Linked DNA regions of Sus scrofa: region 1 is linked to region 2. A link is a contact called in public HiChIP or PLAC-seq data. All regions are on one chromosome and are shown on one strand. The core of a region is the stretch at or near the end of the contact, and the rest is flanking DNA. Distances in the headings are between cores, read along the strand shown. Region 1 overlaps CMSS1 (protein CMSS1). Region 2 overlaps CMSS1 (protein CMSS1).

What was found. HiChIP or PLAC-seq counts read pairs in DNA pulled down with a chosen protein or histone mark.
Region 1: a contact with region 2 is called in an H3K27ac HiChIP or PLAC-seq map of skeletal muscle. The contact joins two enhancer-like sites. A contact is called at or near these places in 1 of 47 Hi-C or Micro-C datasets (skeletal muscle) and 1 of 2 datasets of contacts at active chromatin or transcription factors (skeletal muscle).

The regions. Positions count from the first base shown.
Region 1 is chr13:158,977,752-158,983,974 of Sscrofa11.1, forward strand. The region is part of intron 1 of CMSS1 (protein CMSS1); the gene reads right to left. The region is part of intron 1 of FILIP1L (filamin A-interacting protein 1-like); the gene reads left to right. Among named protein-coding and RNA genes, the nearest start is that of FILIP1L, 92 kb to the left of the region's middle. Within about 2 kb of position 2,565, at least 1 of the 83 cell types and tissues checked has an H3K27ac peak or open chromatin away from gene starts, as enhancers often do. A contact at or near this core is called in skeletal muscle, where this site is marked.
Region 2 is chr13:158,820,174-158,826,672 of Sscrofa11.1, forward strand. It overlaps CMSS1 (protein CMSS1), which reads right to left. Exons shown (of 10, transcript XM_021071314.1): 3 at 2,421-2,492; 4 at 531-660. Among named protein-coding and RNA genes, the nearest start is that of FILIP1L, 66 kb to the right of the region's middle. Within about 2 kb of position 3,883, at least 10 of the 83 cell types and tissues checked have an H3K27ac peak or open chromatin away from gene starts, as enhancers often do. A contact at or near this core is called in skeletal muscle, where this site is marked.

The sequences.
Region 1 (6,223 bases), core at 1,315-3,814, 160 kb after region 2:
TATTTTTGAAAATTGGGAGGACAAATAATTATTCTACTACAAATATGATTAAAATTACCTAAACTCATTAATGTTAGAGTTGGAAAAGCTCTTAAAGGACTTTGAGCCCAAATTTCCTTCATGGAAACTCAACATGCAGTCAGGTAGCCATTGTCCAGGTTCTGTCTCATCACTCATTTTTGGTAGCAGACAGCTTCCTTCCCTTATCAATGCCAAATCACTCCATTTTGGTACAACTCCAATGACTACGCAGTCAAAAATGCACAAGAAAGTAGATAAAAGAATAGTAAGCTAGAAAATAAAAGCTCCAAATTTCAACTTCATCCTATATTAACTCTAGTTGTGTGACACTGAAAAAGGGTTTGGTGCTCTCTAGGTCTGTTTCATCTGTAAAATAAGGTCTCTATAATCTTTTCCAGTTCTGAATTTCTCTATGTCTATAATTTCCATCTCGTGCTACTGAGTCAGCTATGCGAAAACTACAAAGAGCTGTGGTTTTTCTTCTTATATTTCTTATTTATGTCACACTCCCTGTGCTGTCTCTTTATATTACAACACCTTCTATGCCTCATCCTAAACACTTGGTCTTTACCTCATCTTTCCAGACTACCTATAACTAGATTTTGCTTTGACTATTGTTATCTCAATGTTATCACGACTCAGAATTTGCCCTTTTATAAGGTCACTAAATAACCAAGGCTAAGCTACAAAATCCCTCCAATTGGCCTGCAGAATTCTGAAGCTAAAAACAAAAACAAGAGTAAGAAAATGCTATATCTTTTATAGAAAAGACATGAATGTACATTTGATACAGTCTAAGTATATACAGATTTTTTAGAAGCAAAAATGTTATATATTTTAATGTGATTGTAACTTGGCAAATACACATATGCAAAAGTAAAATAAATGACTATTTGGTATTTTTTTATGTAACTAAAATGCATATAAAAGACAATGTGTCTGAAGAACCATCCTTTACTAAATGATTGTTATAACCTAAATCTACAGTATTATATAATAAAAACAAAGATTACTTTCTGTACAAATAAATATATTTAGTTATTTAAGATATTAAAAAATTAACTTTTTTTGTTTTTAGGGCCACAGGTGTGGCATATGGAAGTTCCCAGGCTAGGGGTCAAATAGGAGCTGCAGCTGCCAGTCTACACCATAGCCACAGCAACTCAGGATCTGAGCCATGTTTGTGACTTTACACCACAGCTCACAGCAATGCAGGATCCTTGACTCACTGGGCGAGGCCAGGGATCGAACTGGCATCTTCAAGCATACTAGTCGGATTTGTTTCTGTTGCCCCACAACGGGAACTCCCCCAAATTAACTTTAATTATTTGTTATAACTGTGAAAATAAACAAGATTTTTTAAACTAATTAAGTCCAAAAATTTTTTTAAAACAAAAGGGAGTCTAGATGATAAAATGATTGCAAACTGACTGACTTGTTTGAAAAACATCATCAGTATATAAACATGTCATACTTCAGTAAAAAGAAATTACCATTATGAACAGTTGACAGTAATGTAATGGGTTCTGAGTCTTCCAAATGGGCTGAACAATAATATCCAAACTCCTTATCATGGCCTGTAAGATTTGCCCCTGCCTGTCTTTCCAACATCTTTTCCTACCAATTTTCTACGTTATTCCCTACTCTAGTTTCACTTGATCTCTTCTAAAACGTCAAAAAATTTTCTACACTTAGTCTTTATATATGATTTTCCCTCTGTTTGTAGTGCTCTTCTTTTAATCATTGTTTATCTAACTCTGGACTCTGTTTTGTGAAAAAGCAAGTATAACTCTTCAGATGTTTCCAAATTTCAAAGTTTGGAAGTTCCCAGAAGATGCTGAACTAATTCATTTATTCTCTAGATTCTAAACAGCAATGCATCAGGAAACAGTGCTGAGGCATAGAATAACATGTATGCATTAAAGTTCAGCAGGGTGGAGCAGAAGAGCTCTTCCATTGTTTCCTGAACAGGGCAGGTGTCATGATGCAGTCATGAAGTCTGTCCCAAGGTAGTAGGTGCAGCTGAAGGTATTCACCCTTACCTTGGGTCCAAGGGGATATAGGCTGGGCTTGGCCCGCTGAAGAGTTTTGTTGGCCTGAAGTTGAAAGAACTGTTTGTTTTTTTGTTTTTTTAGATTCATTTATTCATTTTACTGAGCCCTTACTATGTGTGAGGCTCATTTCTAAATACTTACACAGAGGGAACAAATGCACAAACCAAAGTCCCTACCCTTTTAGAACCTATATTGTAATGTGGAAGATAGGTAATAAATACAAAAAATAAGTAGTATATTAGATCATGATATGTACTAAAAACAAAGCTAAGAGGGATAAGGAAGGGTTGTGTATATATGTGTGTGGCTACAAGTTTAGATAGTGGCCAAGGAAGGCCTCATTGAGAGGGTGACATTTGAGAAAAGGGTTGGAAGCGGCGGATGGGTCATGGAAATACTGGAGGAAAGAGCACTGTAGGCAAGGGAACAGCATGGGTGAAGGTCATGACGAGGTAATGAGCTGGTTTATTTGAGGAACAGGCAGGAGGCCACTGTTGCTGCCGTGATGGGGCACTGGGAGGCCTTTGACTTACTCTGAATGAGATGGGAAGCTGGAAGGTTGTGAGCAGAGGAGCAACATGATCTGACTTGTGCTTCAACAGATCCCTCCAGCGGTAGGAGAGAAAGCATGGAAGGGAAAGCAGCTGGGAGGCTACTGGAATAATCCTGGAGAGAGATGATGGTGGTTTGGGCTACAGCAGTGCAACAGGAAATCACTAAGAAGAGATCAGATTCTGAATATATTTTGAGGGTAGAGCCAACAGGATTTCCATATGGATTAGATGTGGGTTTTGGAAGGAAGACTGGAGTCAAGGACAACGCCAAAATTTCTGGCATGAATAAGAAGAAAGGAGTTGCCAACATTTAAAATCAGGAGATTTAATAATCACACTTCTAGCTTCTCTCTCTCAAAATACTAGAAGATGTGGTCAACTATATACCTGTATTTTTCACAAGACAAAAATCAGCTGGATCTGGGAAGAAGCTATCCCCTGGAAAGAGGACACTGGCTTTTTGGTGCACTACAGGTCTCGTTTCCTATTGTCTTATACGTGGCCTTTTGTATACACAGCTGTCTGTACCTGCCTGACTACTACACACAGTTTGAGTTTAAGCCCTCCCCAAAGTTCTCTCATAACTCCACTGTCATAAAAATACAATATAAACTTGTCTATAATTCTGGCTTAAGAAAGAAGAGTTTTGACAAAGTATTTATTTAAATCAGGATACTTCTTATTCTAGTTTTCCCATCCATAGTGATTTGACAGAGGCCTATCCTGTCTCTCTTCTCAGTGAAAAGAGAAGCTCCTTGAAGAAACTCCTCTTCCATATACTCTGACTTCATCAAATCTAAATGCCACTCACTTGACAGTCTAATAACCCAGTGCCCAGTAGCAAGTATGGTTCTGAACCGTACTGGTTCAAGCACATCTCACTATACCTGTGATTTCTAAATAAGGGTGCTCTGAGGCCTAGGTTGGGACAGAGGGATACTGGCTCCAGGCTGGTGCTATCGCCAACAAGCCTGGTAACTGGTAGATCACTTATCTTCTCTGGGCTTCTGTTGCTCATCAACAAAAAGGGGACCATACTAGGGCTTCTCCCACTGTAATGTGCATATGAATCCCCTACTCCAGATGGTTATTTAGCTTAATTTACATAAGGGTCATTGGCTTAGAATAAAGTGCCTGCTAAAAATGTCTCTGTGGAAGACCTGATACATTTCCCTTTACCAAACAAAAAAATGTAAACTCAAATGTTTTGTTTTTGCTTTGTCTATCAGGAAGCTCAGAGCTAAACAAAATGTTCAATAACAGCAAAACCATTTAACCCAACTCAGGGATCTGAGTACAATATTTTTTCCCTTCCTTTATATTCATCCTAATGGTTTTGATTTCATTTTATTATTTTTATTTTTATTTTTTTGTCTTTTTAGGGCCATACCCGCGGCACATGGAGGTTCCCAAGCTAGGGGCTGAATCAGAGCTGCGGCTGCTGGCCTACACAATAGCCACAACAAAGCCCAGATCCGAGCCATGTCTATAACCTACACCATAGCTCATAGCAGCGCCAGATCATTAACCCACTGAGCAAGGCCAAGGATCAAAACTGCATCCACATGAATGCTGGTTAGTTTCGTTTCCACTGAGCCATGACAGAAACTCTGATTTTGATTTTATTTTTAACTGCTTAGTTCTAAGTACATTTTGACTCTAGGTAATGTCAAATCTTTCCTGATAGGGGTGGGGCAGTAGGGAAGCACTGGAAGGAAAGGGCAGGAAAAGGAAAGTGACTTAAAAAAAATCTTTCCAACTTGATATTATAAAAGTCAACACATAATGTTTGTGAAAGAGATCAAATAATATAATAAACATTAGTGCCCTGTCTCAAGCCCAAAGCAGGTCTATCTCACAAAAGCAGCCATGAACAGTACAGGTCTGTAGACGGGTGAGGAGGATAAGCCCTACCAAGAAAATTCTTCCATGCAGTCTTTCTCTCTTATCTAATTATGGTTATTTAGAGATAGAAATGATAAATCTCATGACCTGGATTAACTCCCTATAATAAACGAGGATCATTTTTGATATCAAGGAGAATTTAAAGAAAAACATATGTTAATTAGTAACACCATAACTACAGGTAAACTAAGCATCAAGTTAGATACTTTGTGGTAATAAGTCAAAGTGCACTTTATAGACCTGTATTCAGCTAGCAGCCAGACAAGCACAATGAAGGGCTAGGATATCAGTCCTCTCTGGTGTCATGGGAAAACCCTCACTTGGGAGTCAGAACACACAGCCTGGCTACCAACTAGTTTCAGGACTTTGGTTAAGTCCTATAACCACCCAGGTCTCATGTGTAAAATGAAGAGAAGGTGGAGAGTACAGATTAAGGAGTTCTCACACCTTAGTGGTCCATTTATACAATTCTGTTCTTTTGTTTAACTCAGGGCTGAGCCCACATGTACTGAATGCTGGATAGAATGCTGTTCTCCAGGATGGCCCCTGCAACTTCTATTTAAAGAATTGTGTTTGTTCCCAAACCTGTTTATACCTGTTAGATTTACAATTATAATTGCATAATTTAATCAAATATTATGTAAGTTTATGAAATATGACAGTGAAGGGAAGAGTTGTTTTCTACACAAAGTACGCAGAATAGTTTGAGAAGACCTGATAAAGGCCAATTACTTAATATGGCTGTCAAGGCAGACATAGGTTGGACAATTCTAAAAGAATGGAAAACAAATTACAACAATCTAGGATTCCTTCTAAAGTCTTTTTCTACTTTAACAAAAAACCATGGAAAATGTAATCATTAAGATATAATTAAAGACCTATAATCAAAGAAAAGGCCTTGGCACTAATTCAAGGCTTCTACTACAACGGAGAAGGGAATAAGAACCACAATGAAATATGACAGAGCCCCATGCTCTCATTTAAAAGCAGGAGAAATAAGCAATGATGGGAGTTCCCTTGTGGTGCAGTGGGTTAAATATCTGGCTTTGTCATTTCAGTGGCCTCAGCTGCTGCTGTGGCATGGATTTGATCCTTGGCTAGGGAATTTCCACATGCCCTGGGCCCAAGCTAAAAAAAAAAAAAAAAAAAAAAAAAAAAAAAAAAGCAATGATGACACTGAAACAGCTTTCTAGGAAGTGGTTAGGGAAGAAGAGGGGAAGTGGAGAATGGGGTTAAGATTGTGGGAGGGAGGGAAAGACAGACACAGAGATACTGCTTTTGACAGTCTGGCATATCCCTGAACCCACTTCTGCAGAGAGTCATATGTTCATCTCTCCTAAGTTCTCAAATAAAGACTGCTTTAACTACTAGAATTAATAGCTAAGCCCTGACTCTGCCTTCTCAGTTTTTAAAAAATACATATATTTGATAAATTACTTAATGAACAATAATGTTTGTTGAATTTACCAGGGCAATGGGCATTAAGAATGAGAACCCAGGATGCTTTCGTTTCATAAGAGTAAGAAGTGCAGAGTGTGAGCAGTCCTAGGTAGAAATAATAGTTTTCAACAGCAAGACCAGGCCTATAATTTTCTGCAGCACACTATGACATCATGGTTTATATGAGGCCAACTCCATAAATCAAGTTTTACCTAATTATAGATTCTTTTGCAGATCTACATTATTAGA
Region 2 (6,499 bases), core at 2,633-5,132:
ACAATTAGTCTTTTAAATAGAAAATTACAAACCTTTTTATTGATCGAACAAACACCATTTAGCAGCTTAATAAAATCATCCAACAGTTAAAACTATAAGATTGAGGAAAGGAGTCTTAGCATGAAAATATAACATCCCTAGCTGAGGAGTTCCCATTGTGGCACAGGGGAACAAATCTGACTAAGAACCATGAGGTTGACGGTTTGATCCCTGGCCTTGCTCAGTGGGTTAAGGATCTGGCATTGCTGTGGTGTGCTGTAGGTCAGCAGCAACAGCTCCAATTAGACCACTAGCCTGGGAACTTCCATGTGCTGAGGGTTCAACCCTAAAAAGACAAAAGCCAAAAAAAAAAAAAAAAAAAAAAAACCCTAGCTGAGAAACCTAGCCATAAACATATATTAGAGAAAAGACAAACCTATTTTGCTCCTCTTCATCAGGAAAACTATTAGGAATTAACAATGGGTCCTACTAAATAACTAACCTCAGAAGAGTAAAGAGAAAAAAGAAAACAACACGAAGCTTGCTTGTACCTGGTATGTTTAGTTCTTCTAATTCAATCACTGAGCGGTTACTACTGTAATAGTCCTTCATCAGCTTCTGCAGGTCTTCAGGTGTCCCTGGTTTAGGCTCTGATTTTGCAAGAATATCAGTAATTTTCTTCTGATGAGAAGGAAGGAAAAAAAAGAGATTTTTAGAATGGCATTTGGCTTAGAATAGGTTGATTCCTCTGGCATTTAAACTGTGCATAGGTTTTGGTGATAGTCAAGTATGAATGGGAGTTCTAAAGGACTCAAACTCTTGGTCTATGACTTTTAGGAAAACTGAAACTTTTTTGGGAGTCTCTATCAGTACCCTATTAGGTACTATTTTCTGTTAAAAGTCAATTCTTGGGAGCATTGAGAATTTCTTGCCTAGCCTGGTTTTTAAGGCACTGAGCTGCAGTTTGGATTTCTAGGATTGAAGTTAAGAGCTGTGGGAGTAATCTCAGTAAAGGACCACACTGAATAGGGGCACTCAGTTCTCAAGTATTAGGAAAGACAGTCTTGAATTGGCCCTATGGAAAGCAGAACAGGAAATAACTTACAACATCTACTGCCTTTTTTTTTTTTTTTTTTTTTGGCTGCACCTGTGGCATGTGGAAGTTCCCGGGCCATGGATCAATAGCAGCAACCTGAGCAATGACAACGCCAGATCCTTAACCCATTGAGTTACACAGGAACTCCTACAACATCTATTTTTATTTGGAGTTATTTGTATAGCATTTACACAATTGTTCATTTAACTTTCACTATAAACTTCCCTTCTTATTTCTTTCTAATGTTTTGCCAAAGATCCAGAAAAAGCCCTTCCTTGCTCCTATGTCAGCTTTCTCCTGGTGTTCCCCCCACCCCCCATACTATCTTACTGTTTATACCACTGCCAAGAATGGTCAAAATTCTGTTAAATGAATTAATTAAAAAAAAATATGTCAGTAGTGGGAAGATTTTACCATGACCTCAGCCAAGGCTAAACTATCTAGCTGGAGTTCTGACCTTGAGCCACCAAGAACTTAAGACTCCTGAAGGCCATTAGTGTACAAACTATCAAAGAGAAGTTCAAATCATTTCTTTAAGAATTTGCCAAGCCTTAGTCAATATGGTACCTCCTATCTTCCTATTTGGCCATTTGTGAGCTAGGGGAACATGCACACACACTCTCAGTTTTCTAAAAGCTTGCTGTTAAGTAATTGGTTTGAGTCCATCTTCTTTCCTCTAATCCAATTATATTTCCTCTGCTGACTACAGCAGTAGACCCTTCTTGGCAGGGAGAGAATTACACTGCTGTTTTCACAACTGTGGTGGAAGGTCAAAGCTAACCACACTTTCTCTAAGGCTGAGCCATAAGAAAGTTTGTATAGGAGCAGAATTTTCCATATGTCCACAAGCAAGTATTAAAATGCAACAGGAACCTTTTGCTTAAATTATGGTTCAAAATCAGAGTTAGGAATGCCTTATACTATACTACTTTCGTCTGCTTATTATTTTCTTATTAATACTCTAGGATATAAGGTTTATAAAAAATGAAATGAAGAAAAGAAAGGTAAATTTCTTTTCTTGGACAGAACCAGAGAGGCCGGAGGGCAGGATAGTTCTGGGCCCCTTCTAGAATTAGAAACCTATGTCTGACTTCTAACCACAGTAAAAACACAGGGTGGTTTGGAGTACTGAAATAGGAATTAGAAGAATGTATTTTGGCTCCAACAGAAACACACTTATTACTAGTGACCTTAGGAAAGTCACCAAACCTCAATGAATTTTACAATCTTTGCATCTCTAAAGTGGGGGAAACATAATTGCTTCATCAAAGTACACTCTGTAAACATGTGGTGGAAACCACACATTTCCATGTGGGGCCACAGCATTGTAAGACATTATTATTACCTTTCTCCTCTTCCTGGTCTTGGTGGCATCCTCATTTGTTTCCTTTGGTTGTATCAAGAAACATTCTTTAGGCTATAAAAAAATACAAATGTGAAAACTTTCATCTTAGCATGATGAGGTATCAACTAACGGTATAAATCCCAAAGTATGTACTATCATGCATGTATTCCTCAGAGGGCCTTTGTAATATTCTATGGACAAAGAAATGCTGGAAAACCCAGGGTAGGCTATTATGCAGGGGCTGGGCTGAGAGAATTTGTAAAAGTAAGAAAGTACGGATGACTTAAGACTGGAAAATCTTTGAATAAAGGTCAAAATGTGTAAGTGGGTGTATATATGTGTTTGAGGTGGTGGTGCAGGGTATTAAAGATTGAAGACAGTGGCCAGGTTTGTAAAACACAGGCAGAAAGGGATGTGATTAAAATTAAGATGTGGTAAGAAAGTCTTTGACTGGCATGACTAGTGTTTTCCGTGAACTAGTAATATGTGAGCCTGTATTTCCAAGGCACTGACTTACTATTTTATTATCCATTCCTTTTCTCTTCTCCATAAGCACAGAAGATCTAAAGTAGGATATATTTACTTATATTTTTATAAAACCAGCTGCACCAAATGCCTTATCTATAGTGACTACAAAATGAATGTTTCAGCTGATGGTCTGACAAAAGTCTCAGTACTATGGTATCCTAAGTAATTGATTTTGCCTGTTGCCTTGACCCCCGGAGTACCCTATACAGTTTAGTGCTATTTTTACCCTAAGGTTTTTTTTTTTTTTTTTTAATGTAAAAAAACAGGAAATTTGGACTAAGACATTGATTTATAAAACAGAATGCTTCAGATTCCTTATTTATTAATCATAAGTAGTTATATAAAATGTTTCCTGTGTTGGATCTTTTATGGAATATTTTCAAACAAATTGCCAAGATATAAAACGTAAGTGAAAATTTATTCTGCGTTTTTTTTCTTAAGTTTCCATTTCAACCAGAGTGTATTCACTTTAAGCTGGTAAACTACTAACTAAAGCAATCTTGTCTCCACTGGCTCTCTTTAAAATGATTACAGATGAAGCTTTCTATTAAAGTCTGCAGACAGCCTGTAGATTAAGAATGCCTATGGCCTGAAGCCAGAGAGATATAATACTACATAATTTCTTCAAGACATGAGGCCAGGACCAAGTTTCTAGACTCTGTTTCAGTTATACAGAAGTAGATTCAAAAGGCTCAGGATTAAAGTAACATGGGGATCTTGAAATTTCAGCTGCTTCTTAGTTAAAAAGTGCAATGGCATCATAGCTAAAGAAAAGAAAAGTGTTATGACCTCTCTTATTCAGAAAGTTAAAACTGTCTTGTGGATGCAGATACATGCTAATCTGATGCCAATTAGAAACTGGGCCAAGGCCACTAAAATGTCACAGAAGCTGCCAGACAGTCATAAGAGTCCAATTATAGATCAAGCCAAATTCAGCTCATGCTCCCATGGCAAAGGCCTGGATACAATTAGCAGATACCTCAAGACATACTGCAGTGTCTTGTCACCAGTATCAAGGTTTGGGAGAAGGAGATGTAGAAACCTATTCCATTTTCTTATTTGGCAAATGGGGGTGCTCTGTAAGAGTATGTTTAACATGTAGGTTATATTTATTCTGTGCTTACAAAGCCAATTAAACATGTCACAAATTAAACGTGGATATGAGCTCAATTATAAGGATATGGATTCTAATTCTGGAAGAAAAAATAAAAACACAATTCTCAATCATGCAAGGGAAAAAAGAAACATGCTTATTAACAACTGCTTTTGTCAAGACACTATCAGATTTACACACCAGGTTCAAATTCTTACATCATTTTAAAGGAAATGGAATATGATATTTATTTTCTGGGAGCAGTCGCTTCAGCTGGTTTCAGTAGGGTGCCAATGAAGAAGCAAATTTATGGGGTCAATTTCCACAGACAAGAGACAACTTTATGAAGTACAAATCCTGTAGTACTGAAAATTTCTATACTTTGCCAGCTGTGTTACGCATGCTGATATTTACTCTCAGAGAGACTAGGTAAAAAGATGAGGACTCAGGGTAGGTCAACTAACCATTAGAAACCAATTCCAACCAGTATCTGTCTTTGACAATTAATAAGCAAGGTTTTGTCTCTAGGCAGTTTTTTTATTTTATTTATTTTTTTGGTCTTTTGTCTTTTTAGGCCACACCCAAGGCATATGGAGGTTCCCAGGCTAGGGGTCCAATCGGAGCTACAGCTGCTGGCCTACGCAACAGCCACAGCAATGCCAGATCCGAGCCACATCTGCGACCTACACCATAGCTCATGGCAATGCCAGATCCTTAACCCAGTGAGTGCGGCCAGGGATTGAACCTGCAACCTCATGGTTACAAGTCAGGTTCATTAACCACTGAGCCACTATGGGAACTCCCTAGGCAGTTTTTAAAAAAAAGGAACCCTAAATAAGGAGTTAAAGATTTAGAAGAATCACACTTGCCCAAAAATATGCCAAAAAACTTACTAAACTTTTAAGTTAATTAATTGGGGCATTTTCTCCTCTCTTCCTCTCCCCTCCCCTGGACTCAGGCTTACCTTCTCTCATGAAAACATCGAAATTACAACTAACTGCTGAACAACCATCAAGAAAATAAGACTGGAAACTACCAAAAAAGATATCCTGCACCCAAAGAAAAAGAAGCCACATCAAGATGGTAGGAGGGATGCTTTCATGATATAAGCAATCCCCACACCCATGGGTGGGCGGCCCGCAGATTGGAAAATAACTGTACTGCAGAAGCTCTCCCACAGGAATGAGAGTTCTGAACCTCATGTCAGCTTCCCCGGCCTGGGAGTATGGCATTGGAAGGAGGTGCCCCCAGAGTATTTGGTATTGAAGGCCAGTAGGGCTTGAGCACAGAAGCTCCACAGGACTGGGGCTAACAGAGACTTCACTCCTGGAGGGGTCACACGGGGTTTTATGTGTACTGGGTCCCATGGCAAAGCAGGGACTCATAAGAATCTAGGTCAGACCTATCTGCAGGTCCTGGAGGGTCTCCTGGGAAAGCAGGGCATGGCTGTGGCTTACTGTGGGGGCATGACATTGGAGGCGGAGGTCCAAGGAATAGTCATTGGAGCTGGCCATTTTGGAAAATTCTGGCTCCACCCATCCGAGCTGAGAAGCCCAGACCAAATAACAAACAGGGTGGGAACACAGCCCCACCCGTCAGCAAACAAGCTTCCTGAATTCCTCCTAGGAACATAGCCACCTCTAATGACACCCAGAGACAAAGCTCCACCCACCAGAAGTATAAGATTCAGCTCCACATACCAGTGGATAGGCATAAACTCTCCCACCAGGATGCCTACCACAAGCCCATGTATCAGCTTCACCCACCAGGGGGCAGACACCAAAACCAAGAGAGGCTACAAGATTGCAAAAAGAAAACCACACACAAAACTGTACAAAATTAAAAGGTCGAGAAATATGAGCCAGCTGAAAGAATAAGACAAAAGCCCAGAAAAACAGCTAAGTGGACTGGAGATAAGCAACCTATATGAAAAATATTTTAGAGTAATGATAGTAAAGATGATCTGATATCTTAGAAAAAAAAAAAAAAACTGGAGGCAAAGATTGATAAATTATAAGAAACACTGGGAGTTCCCGTTGTGGTGCAGTGGTTAACAATCCGACTAGGAACCATAAGGTTGCAGGTTTGATCCCTGGCCTTGCTCAGTGGGTTAAGGATCTGGCGTTGCTGTGAGCTGTGCTGTAGGCTGGTGGCTACAGCTCTGATTAGACCCCTAGCCTGGGAACCTCCATGTGCCACAGGAGCAGCCCTAGCAAAAAGACAAAAACAAAACAAAACAAAATATAGAAACACTGAACAAAAAAATAGAAGATTTAAAGATTTAACAGACAGAGATGCAAAATACAATAACTGAACTTAAAAATTCACTAGAGGTAGCCAATAGCAGAATACAGAAAGCAGAAGAAGAAATAAGTGAGTTGGAAGACAAACTGGTGGAAATCACTGATGTGGAACAGAATAAAGAAAAAGAATGAAAAGAAATGAGGACAGTCTAAGA